Linked DNA regions of Mus musculus: all the other regions are linked to region 1. A link is a contact called in public ChIA-PET, Hi-C and promoter capture Hi-C data. All regions are on one chromosome and are shown on one strand. Each heading gives the region's core, a stretch centred on a gene start, on an enhancer-like site or on the middle of the called end of the contact. The rest is flanking DNA. Distances are from core to core; before and after follow the strand shown. Region 1 holds the start of Ap2a1 (adaptor-related protein complex 2, alpha 1 subunit). Region 2 holds the start of Bcat2 (branched chain aminotransferase 2, mitochondrial). Region 3 holds the start of Nucb1 (nucleobindin 1). Region 4 holds the start of Ftl1 (ferritin light polypeptide 1).

Region 1 (3,481 bases), core at 588-3,087:
TAGGGGAACAATGAGGTTCCCATCTGTGTGTGAGGGGCCTGGAATTAAAGGCTTTTCTTTTCACCCAGAGCTCAATAACTCCTCTTGTCCTTACCAGGCTACAGGAGCAGAGAAGCAGCGAATAGGAAGATAGGCTAATTGGAGACAGACTTTGTATATATTCTTGCTACATTTTATGTCTCCTCTTCACATCCCTCCTAGGACGATTAGTCCAAACATCTCTTGCAAGCTGTATCCTTAAGTATTTTATGAAGTCTCTAATACTTAGAAACTCTTTAGGAAATAGACATCTGATTTTGTGACTTTTTTTTTTTTCCAGTGCTGAGGATTGAACTCAGCATTTGGATGTAATAGTCAAGTACTCGTCCACTGAAACAGGACTCAGTCCCTCACTGGGGGATTCAAGGCAGGAGGTTTATATCTGAGCCACACCCCAGCCCCTCACTGGGGAGTTCTAGGCAGAGGCTCTACCTCTGAGCCACACATACACCCATTCTCTCACTGGGGGATTAAACGTTACATCCTTAACCTTTTCTGTTTTTGAGACAGGGACTCTCCATGTAGTCCTGGCTATCCTGGAGCTGTTTACATAGATCAGGCTGGCCTCAAACTCACAGAACACTACCTTCTATTCACAAGGACTCAGTGCTGCCTCTTCCTAGGTCCCAGGACATAACTACCTTCTAGACCCATTCTGGGGGTGTCAAATTAGAAAAGCCTGTCAGGGGTGCCGTTTTGTTCATGGGGATAATAGACATGGACTCTCCCAAGTCCCTTTGCCCCAAATTTCTCAATAACCCCGGGCATTGGTGTTCTGGGGGCTTTGACTTCCCTGCAACTAGTGAACCATAGAACCTAGGGAGTCGGAAGCAAAACAAACTGACCCAGTCCTCAGCTGTGGCTTTAACTGGCTTTTCCTTGAGTGGTTCTCCAGAACTGATGGAGGAAGCAATTTTGATCTTATGACCATTATAGGCAGATTGTCTTCGGTACTGGGGTTTAGGGAGGAAAAAAGAGTAACCTATATTGAAAAATGTTTAAAAACCAAAATAGTAATCCCAGTTTTCCATTTTTGAGCTGTAGTCTTGGGGAAGCCACTCAATCTCTTTGGACCTCAGTGTCTATGGTAACAATCCTTAACCGGCAGTCCCTCCTCTCATGGATAAGAGGTTTGCAGACAAGTCAAATTTCCAGGCGTTGTTTTTAGGGAAGGGAATGCTCCCGAGGCCGGGGCTCGGGAGTGGAGACCGACTGGGAAGAGGGAGGCGCCTGCGTAGTGGACACCTCACGGTCTACCGCCTCGCCCAGCCCCTCTCTGCAGCAGGGAATTGCAGGCATCGCTCCACCTATCGCAGTTCAGCTAACTGACAGGGCTTCTTTCTCCTTCCTTCTCTACGGATCGTCGCCCTTTTGCCCGCCCCCCACAACCGCCCCTTCGAGGGCGGAAGTATGACGCTTCCGGCGAATCGGCAGAGCCTTGCGAAGAGCAATCTCCTCACCCATTGGTCTTCTTTTCCCGAAGTTCCGCCTCCTTCGGCCTCTTACATCCCGCCCTACTGGCGCGGAGCTGGTAGTCCATCCAATTAGCGTTGGTCTCGGCCGTTCAGGGGGCGGTCCCAGAGTGTGTCATCGAACTCCCCCGTCTCTAGGGCAACGCCCCCTGCCTCCCTGCTCCGAACGGAAATAGCCCGGTACTGCACCAATCATCACCTGGTGTCTTTACTATTTAGCCAATCAGAGAGAGAGGAGGGCGGGCGTTCTATTGTGAGCGGCAGGGCTCTCAGCTAACAAGTGGCGTACGTTCCCGGATGACAATCCGTAGGGGCGGGTCTGAGGCGGGGCGTCGGCCTGCAGCCAGCCCGCCGCTAGCCCGCCCTCCCCCGGCCGGCTCCTCGGCGCCGTCTGGGGTCCTTTCCGCCCGGTGCCGCCAGCCAGCCCCGCGCCCGTTCGGCCAGGCTTGGAGCCGAGCCCTCCGCCATCATGCCGGCTGTATCCAAAGGCGATGGCATGCGTGGGCTCGCCGTGTTCATCTCCGACATCCGGAACTGTGAGCTCATGACCGGGGCCCGGGGGTCACGCGGCGACCGGGCGGAGGGAGCAGGGAAGCGCGGGGGTGTCCTCCCGGGAAGGACCAGGATGGCGCGGGCGGACGTGGCGGGAGGAGGTGGAGGGAATAGGGCAACGGGTTAGGTAGGTCATTCAGTGCCATCTCGAGCCTAGATGGAGGAAATCAGGGACGCAGAAGAGATGGGAGGCGGGCAACCACCTAGGGCCAGGGGCCAGAAGTTGGGGAACTGCCCAGGAACCAGAGATGATATAATTGGGGACAGCAGAAAGACCAGATATAATAAAGTGGGAAGACAGCAGAGGGACTCGAGATGATAAAGTGTGTGTGTGTGTGTGGGGGGGGGGGGGGATCAGGGTAACCAGAGATGATGAAGTGGGGAGATACCAGAGGAATCAGAAATAGAAATGGGGTGACAGCAGAAGGATAGAGAAGATAAGGTGGGGGACAGCAGAGGGATCAGTGATGGAAGTGGGGAAACTGCAGAGGAAGCAGAGATGATAGGGTAGGAACAACACCATAGGGCCCCCAGATGATAAGGTGAGGACATAGCAGAGAAACTAGAGATGATAAGGTTGGGGGGACAGCAGAAGGACCAGAGATGAAGAGGTAAGGGACAGAGGACCAGAGGATGATGTATGAAAAGACTCTACATGGAAGATTGTGTAAAAGACATGGAAGGCACCAGGTGTACTTGTGCAGGCCTTTAATCCTACTACCTCTGAGACACAGGTAGGCTGATGATCTCTGTGAGTCCATGACAGCCAGGGTTACACAGAGAGACCCTGTCTGAAACAGCTAACGTCCCCCTAATCCCCCACCCCCAAACAAGGACAGCATTGAAGAGGCTACATGTAAAAAATAAGGGACTATAGTATAAAGTCTTGGGGAACCTAAGATACCAGCAGGCTCTGGGAAGGTATCACAGAGTGAGTGTTTATGATGGAAGCAAGGTATCTTAATGCTCTGTGAGAAGAGCTCTATCAAGCTGGGGGAGGGGAAGTTTGTACCCTGAGGAAGGGAACAAGGCAGGCCTGGATCCAAGCCTTTTTTGGCTTATTACAGCAATATGAGGACCATAGTCCCTTCTAGGAAGGGTTGTAACAATGGCCTGGCCTGGCTGCTGGTCAGCTCTCAACTCCAGGGAGTAGATGCTCTGTGTGGAGCTGTCAGGACCCTTCAGAGGGTCCATGAGTAGATGTGGTCAGCCAGAGCTGGCTTTGTGTTACAGAACTCTGTCACTGGGTGACCTTGAACGAGGGACCTCACCTCTCAGTTTATTCCTGTCAGGAGAGGCTGCTGATGGCTTCTTAATGAGGGGTGGCTGGGCTGATGTGGGGTGAGGTCCTAGGCCAGGTCCTTGTAGCTGCTGTTGGCATTGGCTAACATCTAAAGAAGGACTCCTCCAAGCTGCTC
Region 2 (3,481 bases), core at 624-3,123, 640 kb before region 1:
TCCCAGCAGCCCAGAACTGAAACACAGTATCCATCAAAGATCAGGTGTTCTTGCCAAAGCTCCACTCTCACGCCAAAAGTAAGCAAAATAATTATCATAGTAAGGTGTTGTCCTGTCTCAGATAACTGTCCCTACACCATGCTATCTCCTCACATAGCCCCAGGCTGTCCTCATCATAGGACAGACTCTCCATCAGATTTGTAGAAGTCCAAGGCTCAGATACAACCAGTCACCTCAGGACAGTCCCTTATAGAGCAACATAGTGTCCTAACACAGCTCAGGGCTGTTTCCTGACCCCATCCCAAACATGTTCCCCTCTACAGCCAGGGTTGTCCTTGGCCAGTTGAAGGGCTGTTTCTTTCAGACTCAGAGTATCCCAATGCCAGTCTAGGCTAGTCCCTGTAAGACAGTCCTTGCAAACCCCAGCCAGCAGGTTCCTCTATACTCCAAAATTTCACTTTGTGGACACTCACCACTAGATACTCATAGCTCTGAGCAGGCTCATGTTCAAAGTGTCTCCATTACAGGGTAAAACTGTCTTCAGAACCCAGTTCTGTCCCATTAGAATTAGAGATTGGTCCAGTATGGCAATGCTGTATCCATCCAAGGCCACCACACAGTCAGAGCCTAGATTCTTGTCCCCGTCATATCCCAAGACCATCTGCATAGAACATTTCTGTCTGTCACTAAGAACTGGGGGACTTAAAGGTTTGTTCAGGAATTCGCCAGCCTGGAGCGAGAACTTCTGATAAGCAGGTGGGAGCTAACAGCAAACGCTTTCCCCCAAGGTTATGGCCAGCTGTTTCCACACTTATTTATCACGTTCTCTTAAGATCACAGACTCTCAAGCTCAGCAGTGGTGGCCCAGGACTTTAATTCTAGGACTCAGAAGGCAGAGGCGGGCAGAGTTCGAGGCCAACCTGGTGGTCTACAGAGCAACGGGACAGCTGGGAGTATGCAGTGAAACCCTACCTCGAAAAGACAAACAAACAAACGAAATATCATAGATTCTCCATCTATGACACCGCTTGACACCATCGGTAAGCACTGACTGAAGTCTTCTGGTCTGGAGGATCTTTTATCATTTTGACAGACAGAAACTTGACTGGGATTACAAAACCAGGTACAGAGAGCCTCAGACACTGCACACATCGACATGTGCTTTTTGTTCCAAGAAATAAGATCTTGGGTTCAATTCCCACCCAAGACCCTGCGCCAAGCCATACACTAAGTCCCAAGAGGTCCTGGGCCCCTTGTCTAAAGGAACCCAAGAGCAACTGGTCCTTAACACACACAGGCTGCATGCCCCAGCCACAACTTCCCCGCATCCACCCCACCCTGTACTTCTCCCATTATAGTCCTCCTCCATGGCTCCCCACGTCCGAGCTCCCGGTTCAGGCACCTCTCGCGCCCCACTCCTGTCTACCCATTCTGCCGCCCGCCCGTTATAGCCCCGTCTTTCTTCCCAAGGGGGGGTCCATCCGCCTCCGTGCTGGGCAGCGGAACCCGAGGCACAGAGGAATGACGCCAAGCCGGAAAGGCTGCGCGCCAGTGGTCCACCCGGAAGTGCGCCCCCCCCGCATCAGGTCCCCCAGAGCCCCCAGCGCCGGCCGGCCACGCACCCACCTGTCCTAGTGTGGCTGCAGCCATGATCCGGTGTGTGCGGCTGGTGACTGTGCCCGCCTGGGGCGCGGCCTGGTGAAAGGCATTCGGGCCCCGCCCTGCTCACGCCCCCTCCCGCAGATGGCTGCTGTGTCGAGCCTCACTTCTGCCAGGCCGTCCTTAGTTCTGGGACCACAGGGACCCAGGCTCTGCTGTGAAGATCCTGCGCGGGAACGGTCCCGACCTGCCGCACTCTCTCCCTCCTCGCCTCCACCCTACCCTGCTCTACCACAGCCACACTCACTCCCAGCTAGGCATTTACTTTGGCTTTTGTTTGGCATCTGAGTATGGAATCCGTGGGCTCGTGAATGTTTGGGAAGCGCTCTAACCCCTGGGAACAGATCCAGACCTCTAAATTTTGTATATGTCGCCGAGCATGGTGGCACACGTCTTAAGCTCAGCGTTTGGGAGACAGGTGGAAGGATCTCTGTGAGTCCAAAACCATTCTGAGCCACCTAATTAGTTCCAAGCCAGCCAGGGCTATCTGGTAAGACCCTGCCTTAAAACACTGCCTCCCAGCACTCGAGGCAGAGGCAGGAGGATTTCTGAGTTCGAGGCCAGCCTGGTCTACAAAGTGAGTTCCAGGACAGCCAGGGCTACACAGAGAAACCCTGTCTCGAAAAACAAACAAACAAAAAAAAGAGGTTGGAAAGAGGGCGCAACAGTTAAAAGTACTGGGCTGCTCTTAGAGAGGACCGGGCTTGGTTCCTAGCACCCACATAGCTCATAAGTGCCTGTAACTCCAGTTCCAAGGGATTCTGTGCCCTCTTCCGAGTTCCACAGGCACCGGCATGCACATGATACACTAACATATGTGCAGGCAATACACATACACAAAAAGTTTAAAACATTTTTTCTTTCTTCTATCTATCTATCTATCTATCTATCTATCTAGAGACAGTGTTTCTCTGTGTAGCCCAGGTTGTCCTAGAACTAGCTCGGTAAGTAAACCAGGTTGTCCTCAGACTTACAGAGATCCTCCTGCCTCTGCCTCCAAAGCTGAAATTAAAGGTGTGCCACCACTGCTTGCTATAAAACGCTTTTCTAAAAATAAAGCAAGAACAACAATGCACATTCACAGGAACTATCATCAGTGGCAAAGCGGGCCAGACGGCTTTGATAAAAAGGAACAGCGCAGCCGGGTGTGGTGGCGCATGCCTTTAATCCTAGCACTTGGGAGGCAGAGGCAGGTGAATTTTGAGTTCGAGGCCAACTCTGTCTACAGAGTGAGTTCCAGGCCAGCCAGGGCTACACAGAGAAACCCTGTCTCAAAAAACCAAAAAAAAAAAAAAAAAAGAAACAGTTCACTGTAAATGCCAGTGGATCAGAGAAAGTGTACTTTAAGCCAGGCCTAGCTGAGGCAGGAGGTTTGTTGCAAATAAAAAAGCACCCTAAGTGAGAAAGCTAAACTCTTGTCTCAAATGAGACAAAAAGAAATAGGACTTTGGAGAAAGATGATGGCTAGAAGCTAAGACGCCTCACTCTGCACAAGGAGATAACATGTTCATTGTAATTCTGAGATAAGTGCTTGAGTACACACACAGAGGGGGGTGTGTATGTGTTCTCAGGTCCATGGTTCATTGTGCCTCCTTCAAGTTTCCTAAGAAGCTCAAAAAAATTTCATACTTCAAATCATTACAGGACCTCACATCAGCCTACAGCTTCAAACCACACCCCTTCATCCTTAGCTCTCCACCTTTAAGGCTTCAGAGGTAGTTAGACAATCGGTGCCAGAACACACACACACACACACACACACACAAGAAGCTTCTGCTGAGTCTCTATAATTCTGCAGAATGTTCTCAGGCTCTACAGCCAC
Region 3 (3,481 bases), core at 490-2,989, 580 kb before region 1:
TGATCAAGGGGGGAGGTCCCCTTGCAGGTGATGCAATCTCTGGGCTGGTAGTCTTGGTTCTATAAGAGAGCAGGCTGAGCAAGCCAGGGGAGGCAAGCCAGTAAGTAACATCCCTCCATGGCCTCTGCATCAGCTCCTGCTCCCTGACCTGTTTGAGTTCCAGTCTTGACATCCTTTGGTGATCAACAGCAATGTGGAAAGTGTAAGCTGAATAAACCCTTTCCTCCCCAACTTGCTTCTTGGTCATGATGTTTTGTCCAGGAATAGAAACTCTGACTAAGACAAATTGGTACCAGGAGTGGGGTATTCCTGTGACAACCTGACCATGTTTTGGAAAAGACTGTGGAAGGACTTTGGAACTTTGGGCCAGAAGATCCATTCAGTGTTAAGAGCTCTGTGAGATGTTGTGTAGGAGCTTGGAAGATAATGTTGAGAATAGTGCAGAAGATGGAGGCCTGGCTTGTGAAATTTCAGAGGGAAAATTAAAGACTCTTATCAGGGCCACTGCTATTTTGATTGTGAAGCTTCTGTGGTTCTGGTTAGCTGGGGCTGAAGAATCAGCTGTGATTAACAAGATACCAGAACTACTAAAGCGAAAACTTTGCATTACTGGGACTATTGATGCTTGTTAGCTGGAGCTAAAAAGTTATCTGTGATTAAGAAGAGACCAGCACCATTGAGGTGACATCTTCTGGGAAGTGTTTTCTGAAATCACAAAGAGGCTGCGTGACTAAGACAGATATCTTTTCCATGGAGTCAAAAGATACCAAAGTAGGGGCTGGTGAGATGGCTCAGTGGTTAAGAGCACTCATTGCTCTACTAGCAGTCCTGAGTTCAATTTCCAGCAACCACATAGTGGCCACGACTGCCTGTAATGGGATCTGATGCTCTCTTCTGATGTGTCTGAAGACAGCTATAGTGTACTTGTATATGTAAAATAAGCAAATAAATCTTTTTTTTTTTTTTTTAAATTACCCTCAGGACTGATGAGATGGCTCAGCGGTTAAGAGCTGTGACTGCTCCTCCAGAGGACCTGAGTTCAATTCCCAGCAACCACATGATGGCTCACAACCATTTGTAATGGGATTAGTTGCCCTCTTCTGGTGTGTCTGAAGACAGTGTACTCACATATAAATAAATCTTTTTTTTTTTAACTTAAAAAAAAGAAAAACAAACAAACAAAAAAGTTACCTTCAAAGATTTTTTTTTTTAAAGGTACCTAAGTATATGATTGCAAGTGGAAAACTAGGAGACAGAATCAGGTATTCGCAGCTTCTTCACTTTCATTTGTGTGTATTACCTACTTTTATTCTCAGCACAAGGATCTCTGTGACCTCTAGGCCATCCTGGTTTACACAGAGCTCCATCTAGGGATATGCAGTGAGACTCTGTTTAAAAAATAATGATCATATGCTATGTAGTTTCCTAACACTTGCAGGAACTTGTGGAGCGAAATTAAACGAGAAAACTACAACTCCCAAGAGACACCGCGGCAAGATGTCCGCAAAAGTTGTCCTGTCTCACCCCCTCCCCCAATCCCTGGGCATGCAGGGCTTTGAGTTTTACTTGAAAACGGACGCAGGAAATGTTGCGTTGAAGACTGTGAGCGTCCAAGAAAACCGGAAAGATTTTCAAAGATAAGGAAACCTCATCGGAAAGGGGCGGGGCCGTTAACGCGGGCGGAAGCTCAGAGTCAGCGTGGACCAATCAGTATTCTGGGGGCGGGCTCTCTGCGGGTGGAAAAGTGGGCGTGACTTAGGAGAGAAATCGCCAGAAACCTGGCGGAGGTTGCTGGCCTTAAAAAACGCCCTCAGCACTGGAGAGGTGAGGGGGGTTCAGAAGCCGTGGGCAAGAGGGGCTGGAGCGCGTGATACTTGTCCAGTGTCAGGCCTCGGCGGTCCCGGCAGAAGGGGAGGTTAGGGGCCTGGAATCACGGTTCGGGGGAGGATTCCCCTACTCAGGGAGCCGGAATGAGGGTCTGCGGATTGCGCTCCAGGAAAGGGAGGCTGGAGGCCTGGCGTCCGGGGTTGTTAGAGGCCTGGCATCCTGGGTTCCAGGTGACTAAACGCTTGGAGTCTTCATTTTTGCAAATCGGGTGGCGTGCACACTCGCTTCCCCAACCGGATACGGGGTTGGGACATCCTTAGCCAGGGATAGTACTACACGCCTGTAATTCCAGCGCTTGGAAGGGAGAGTCAGGAGGGTCAGGAATTCAAGGCCAACTTAGGCTACTTAATACACAGCTCAGAAAACCGTAGCAAAACAAGAAAAAAACCTCATTCTCCATCTCTCCTCACAGACCAGCCACGATGCCTACCTCGGTGCCCCGCGGGGCCCCTTTTCTTCTCCTACCACCTCTACTGATGCTGTCTGCTGTGCTGGCAGTGCCCGTGGACCGCGCAGCACCTCCTCAGGAGGACAGCCAGGCCACTGAGACCCCGGTGAGTAGCCCTGCCCTGGTCGCTGGCGTCTTTGCAGTGGTGCTTGCCATCCCCAGGGCCCTGGAGAAAACTCCAAGGGATCCCCTGTTTGATACGCTGAGGCGTGTCGTTTACCCGCCTTCCTTTGCCATAGTGAGTGTGTGAGACTTGCAAGCAGACCTGGGGGCAGTGACCTTTGAGATGTGGAAATCAAGACAGATCCCAAATGAAAACCTGTGTCACACCCTCATCTAAACTTTCCCCTCTGATCGTTAAGACCCTCTTTAACAAGGAATGAAGAAAACCTGAAAACCACATTTCCCAGTAGCACCGTCAGCAGCTGGATGCTACCACCTAGCAGGGCATTCTTGCTTCACGGAGCTCACGAGCAGTGTAGTTTAAGTGGGAAAAGGACACGGGAACTGCTGGTTTACTCATGCCAGTATTATTGAGCTCTGTGAAATCTTTGCTCCCAGAGAGTCCAAACTTTCAAACTCCAGGTCCCTGATTTATGGCCTGGTTCTTCCTGTAGCTCTCCCTAGCAATACAAGCTGTTGTTACCTCCTGAGACAGGTTGTTCCCAGCTCCTGTGTAGCGAGGCCTCCTGCCAGGCGTTAGTACTCAACTCTGTGAAATCTTGAAGCCTGAAAACCATTGTATCAGAGGAAAATAATAGAGCAGACAAGTTGTAAGTTTTTGCAGGTTCCAGGAGGGAGATGGAAGAGAAAACCAGGCTGTTTGAGACATGGGAAAAGTAGAGACGTTGAGCACTATGGGTCGTTAAGCAGCTATGTATCCAGATGGGGTTCTGCGGAATTGAGAGCGTCCTGGGGGTTGGGATAAGCATGCGTACGATTTGGGGTGATACTCAGAGAAAGGGAGGGAAGGAAGCCTTATGCTTTTGAAATGAGATATCTGAAAAAGTGGCAGTTTCAGCAATGGAGAGCAGCCATCAGCTACCCCTAGGGAGGGGCTTCTGGCCTGGAAGTACCTTATCTCATTAAGAAGATGGCCACACCCCCTATCCCTTAGCACATCTTGAGGTGAGTCAGCTTTCTTGG
Region 4 (3,481 bases), core at 321-2,820, 530 kb before region 1:
AGGGAGGAGGCCACCGGAACTGGAGCAGACTCCTAGATGCTGGATTACCAGAGGTGCCAGAAGGGAAGAGGAAGCCATTTTAAGGGGACTTGGTCTTTTGTTCCACCCTCAATCCCCCAGTCTGAGATTCTGCCACTCAAATTTGTGTACCTCTCTCCTTTCCTTGTCCCCTGTGGCTTCCGGGTTTTATCTTTTTCCACCTTTACAGCCTTGTCCAGGCCTGTCGGGTTGAAGGCCAGAGGTCAGGTTCTGGAGCACTGTGGTTAATGAGTAACTCTGACCCCCAAATCAACAGACCACCGCAGACGTCAAGTCAGGAGAAAGATACGTGTAGGCTAGCCACTCCAGAGCCGTACAGCTGCCTGACCACACAGGGAAAACAGACCACAAGCCCCTTAGCCGGGGGACTTCTGGCTGTCAGCCCGGGTGTGGCCTGCCGCCCGCCCCACTGCCTAGCTGAGCTCAGCGTGACTCAGCAGAACTGGCCTTGCTACCCCTTCCACTAAGGGCCTCAGCAGCACATTCTTCCTGCTCCGCGTGGCTCCCTTGACCCATCTTACTGTTTCTTCCTTTAGCCCCTTTTCATGATTGGGCTCGTTTCCCTTTGCTCTCTTCCCAGGCTTCTGAGATTAGACCCTGGTATGAGCCCGTCCTGTCCTCAAAAGTCCAGTTGGGCCTTGCATGCCCCAACTGTTCTGCGTAAGACTGACTGTCTGTTTCTGGGTCCTGAGTTCTTGCTCTCCCTAACTCTCGGGCCTTTTGATTCCAAAAGAGCAACCTGCAAGGAGGCTTCTGGACCAAACTCCAGGAAGGAGCCCAGCAATTCTCCAAGCGCCATCATGCGTGTCTGTTTCTAGAAAGACAGGTTCACTGACACAGACCCAGACAGACAGGCTGACCAGAACTCCAAAGTCCTGTCTGGGCCTCCACATGTCACCTTCCAGAGCACCCGAGGGAGGTGCACACACGGTAACCCAAGGCTCTCTGCCCACTCCAAGCCCTCAAAGGGCTTCACGACCTCCTGGGTTACAGAAAACAGAAAAACAAGCAAACAATCTTAGTTCCTATGGTGAACCTAAAACCCTATACTTCTGGGCATCCCTTCCATTCCCTCAAGGAGATCTCTAGAATCTTTGGAATACCAGACTTCCTCATGACGTGACATATCCCTTCATTGTGTGCAATTGGACATATGGAGGTTCCCTTTGCATTTACAGACATTACCCCACACTCAGCCCATCCCCAGATCCATGTTCTCAGGCCCCAAAATTCTCTTTTGTGAGACACCCAGAAAAGGACCTCGAAGTCATCCCCTCCCCAGGGTCTCAGTGACCCGGAGCCCAGAACCCTGCGACCCCTCCAGGTTGCGCCTCCGGATCCGGACCACCGCCCCTCCCCCAAGCCTCCATTTCACAAGGCCTCGCGCTCCAGTCCCGTGACTTCATCTCATGGGACTGGGTGGGTGGGGAGCGAGGTTCCCCTCAGCTCCGGATTGGTCAAGTATACTTTTCCGTCTCCGCCTCACGCCACCGCCGATTGGTTAGTCTCGGGCCTGGGGCACCCCTCCCTCCGGAGGGTCAACATGCTATAAAAGGAGCGCTCCTTGCCCGGGACTTAGAGCAGCGCCTTGGAGGTCCCGTGGATCTGTGTCTTGCTTCAACAGTGTTTGAACGGAACAGACCCGGGGATTCCCACTGTACTCGCTTCCAGCCGCCTTTACAAGTCTCTCCAGTCGCAGCCTCCGGGACCATCTCCTCGCTGCCTTCAGCTCCTAGGACCAGTCTGCACCGTCTCTTCGCGGTTAGCTCCTACTCCGGATCAGCCATGACCTCTCAGATTCGTCAGAATTATTCCACCGAGGTGGAAGCTGCCGTGAACCGCCTGGTCAACTTGCACCTGCGGGCCTCCTACACCTACCTCTCTCTGGTGAGCAGCTCGGGGTTGCCTTCTGAACGGGGGGGGGGGGGGGGGGTCCATCACACCCACCCTCCTGCGCATGCGCGGGCCTTCTTTGTTCCATGCAGGGCAGAGACTGTGCTCCGACCTCTCCCTCTCCCTGCGCGCTGTGTACATAGTAGTTTTGTCTGACTGGAACTCGCTGGGCAGACCGGGCTGCCCTCGAAATCTCACACGTACTGCCTCTACCTCTTGAGTGTTGCGATTGAAGTTTACAGTGTGAGCCGAGCCACCGCGTTCCGTTAACTCGTATTTGTAACCTCCCGCAGGGCTTCTTTTTTGATCGGGATGACGTGGCTCTGGAGGGCGTAGGCCACTTCTTCCGCGAATTGGCCGAGGAGAAGCGCGAGGGCGCGGAGCGTCTCCTCGAGTTTCAGAACGATCGCGGGGGCCGTGCACTCTTCCAGGATGTGCAGGTAAGAAGCGGGGGTATTGGGCACTACCGAGCATGTGCGTTTACTTGCCATCCCCATAGTTTGGGCATCCGGATAGACGTCTTGGAAGGGAGTGGTGGCAGGACTAGTGTAGACAATAGGAGTATGTAGAGCAACTAAACCCACCAGGATGTCAGAAACTGGAAAATGGGGGTAATTACAGAATACAGATGAGGACTGCTGGGCTGGGGAGAGGCGGTGTCTCTCTAGCTAGCATGGAAATCACAATGTAGACCAGGTTGCCTCCTATCAAGAGATCCTCCTGTCTTCTCGCCCAGTCTCTCAGTGGTGGGATTAAAGACAGTATCCCATTATTTTTCCCCACTGTGCCCACTTTTCCTGTGCAGTCAGTTTTATATTGGCTGGGTGAAGGATGTAATCTAGGCTTGATATTCTTGTGTGCAGAAGCCATCTCAAGATGAATGGGGTAAAACCCAGGAGGCCATGGAAGCTGCCTTGGCCATGGAGAAGAACCTGAATCAGGCCCTCTTGGATCTGCATGCCCTGGGTTCTGCCCGCGCGGACCCTCATGTAAGTACCTTGCTAATCATTTCTTCCCTTCTCTGACAAAACCTAGACTGTTGTGTGTTGGCTTTCAGCTCCCAATAATTTAATCCTCCTGCCTCCCGAGTGCAGATTGCAGAAGCACCACACACAGTACTGAGGACACACCTACCTACCTACCTACCTGCCCTTGAGGGCAGGATTTTTTTTTTTTAAAGCTTCCTGCTCACACCTGTCTCTTAGAACTCGGTGTCTGATGTCTCTTCCTTCCTTTACAGCTCTGTGACTTCCTGGAAAGCCACTATCTGGATAAGGAGGTGAAACTCATCAAGAAGATGGGCAACCATCTGACCAACCTCCGCAGGGTGGCGGGGCCACAACCAGCGCAGACTGGCGCGCCCCAGGGGTCTCTGGGCGAGTATCTCTTTGAGCGCCTCACTCTCAAGCACGACTAGGAGGCCTCTGTACCTTCCAAGGGGCTCCCCCCTCTGCTCTGCACCAGCCCGCCCTGGGACCTCCACCTGAATGAACCTCTCAAGCCACTAGGCAGCTTTGTAACCGCCCTGGAGCCTCTGTCAAGTCTTGGA

The links. A called contact is a pair of places that touch in the nucleus more often than the background predicts. ChIA-PET counts read pairs in DNA pulled down with a chosen protein or histone mark. Capture Hi-C pulls out chosen DNA fragments and counts their contacts.
Region 2: a Hi-C map of B cells shows a contact between it and region 1, with 10 read pairs. The contact joins the promoter of Bcat2 here to the promoter of Ap2a1 in region 1. A contact is called at or near these places in 1 of 39 promoter capture datasets (liver), 1 of 484 Hi-C or Micro-C datasets (B cells), 2 of 115 datasets of contacts at active chromatin or transcription factors (astrocytes and bone marrow-derived macrophages) and 2 of 9 other capture datasets (adipose tissue and liver).
Region 3: a contact with region 1 is called in an RNA polymerase II ChIA-PET map of memory CD8 T cells, with 12 read pairs. The contact joins the promoter of Nucb1 here to the promoter of Ap2a1 in region 1. A contact is called at or near these places in 1 of 39 promoter capture datasets (cranial neural crest) and 2 of 115 datasets of contacts at active chromatin or transcription factors (memory CD8 T cells and thymic regulatory T cells).
Region 4: a contact with region 1 is called in a promoter capture Hi-C map of adipose tissue. The contact joins the promoter of Ftl1 here to the promoter of Ap2a1 in region 1. A contact is called at or near these places in 2 of 39 promoter capture datasets (maxillary cranial neural crest and pre-B cells), 3 of 115 datasets of contacts at active chromatin or transcription factors (astrocytes, bone marrow-derived dendritic cells and memory CD8 T cells) and 2 of 9 other capture datasets (adipose tissue and liver).

What each region holds. Positions count from the first base shown.
Region 1 is chr7:44,927,846-44,931,326 of GRCm38.p6, reverse strand. Ap2a1 (adaptor-related protein complex 2, alpha 1 subunit) reads left to right here and starts at 1,837. Exons shown (of 24, transcript NM_007458.2): 1 at 1,837-2,047. The coding sequence starts at 1,981. It also overlaps a transcript of Tsks not described here.
Region 2 is chr7:45,568,545-45,572,025 of GRCm38.p6, reverse strand. Bcat2 (branched chain aminotransferase 2, mitochondrial) reads right to left here and starts at 1,873. Exons shown (of 11, transcript NM_009737.3): 1 at 1,627-1,873. The coding sequence starts at 1,650. It overlaps 0610005C13Rik (RIKEN cDNA 0610005C13 gene), which reads left to right. Exons shown (of 5, transcript NR_038166.1): 4 at 834-1,040.
Region 3 is chr7:45,508,666-45,512,146 of GRCm38.p6, reverse strand. Nucb1 (nucleobindin 1) reads left to right here and starts at 1,739. Exons shown (of 13, transcript NM_001163662.1): 1 at 1,739-1,824; 2 at 2,300-2,441. The coding sequence starts at 2,310. It also overlaps a transcript of Tulp2 not described here.
Region 4 is chr7:45,457,975-45,461,455 of GRCm38.p6, reverse strand. It overlaps Ftl1 (ferritin light polypeptide 1), which reads left to right and starts at 1,570. Exons shown (of 4, transcript NM_010240.2): 1 at 1,570-1,926; 2 at 2,226-2,372; 3 at 2,796-2,921; 4 at 3,173-3,481. The coding sequence starts at 1,825. The coding sequence ends at 3,349.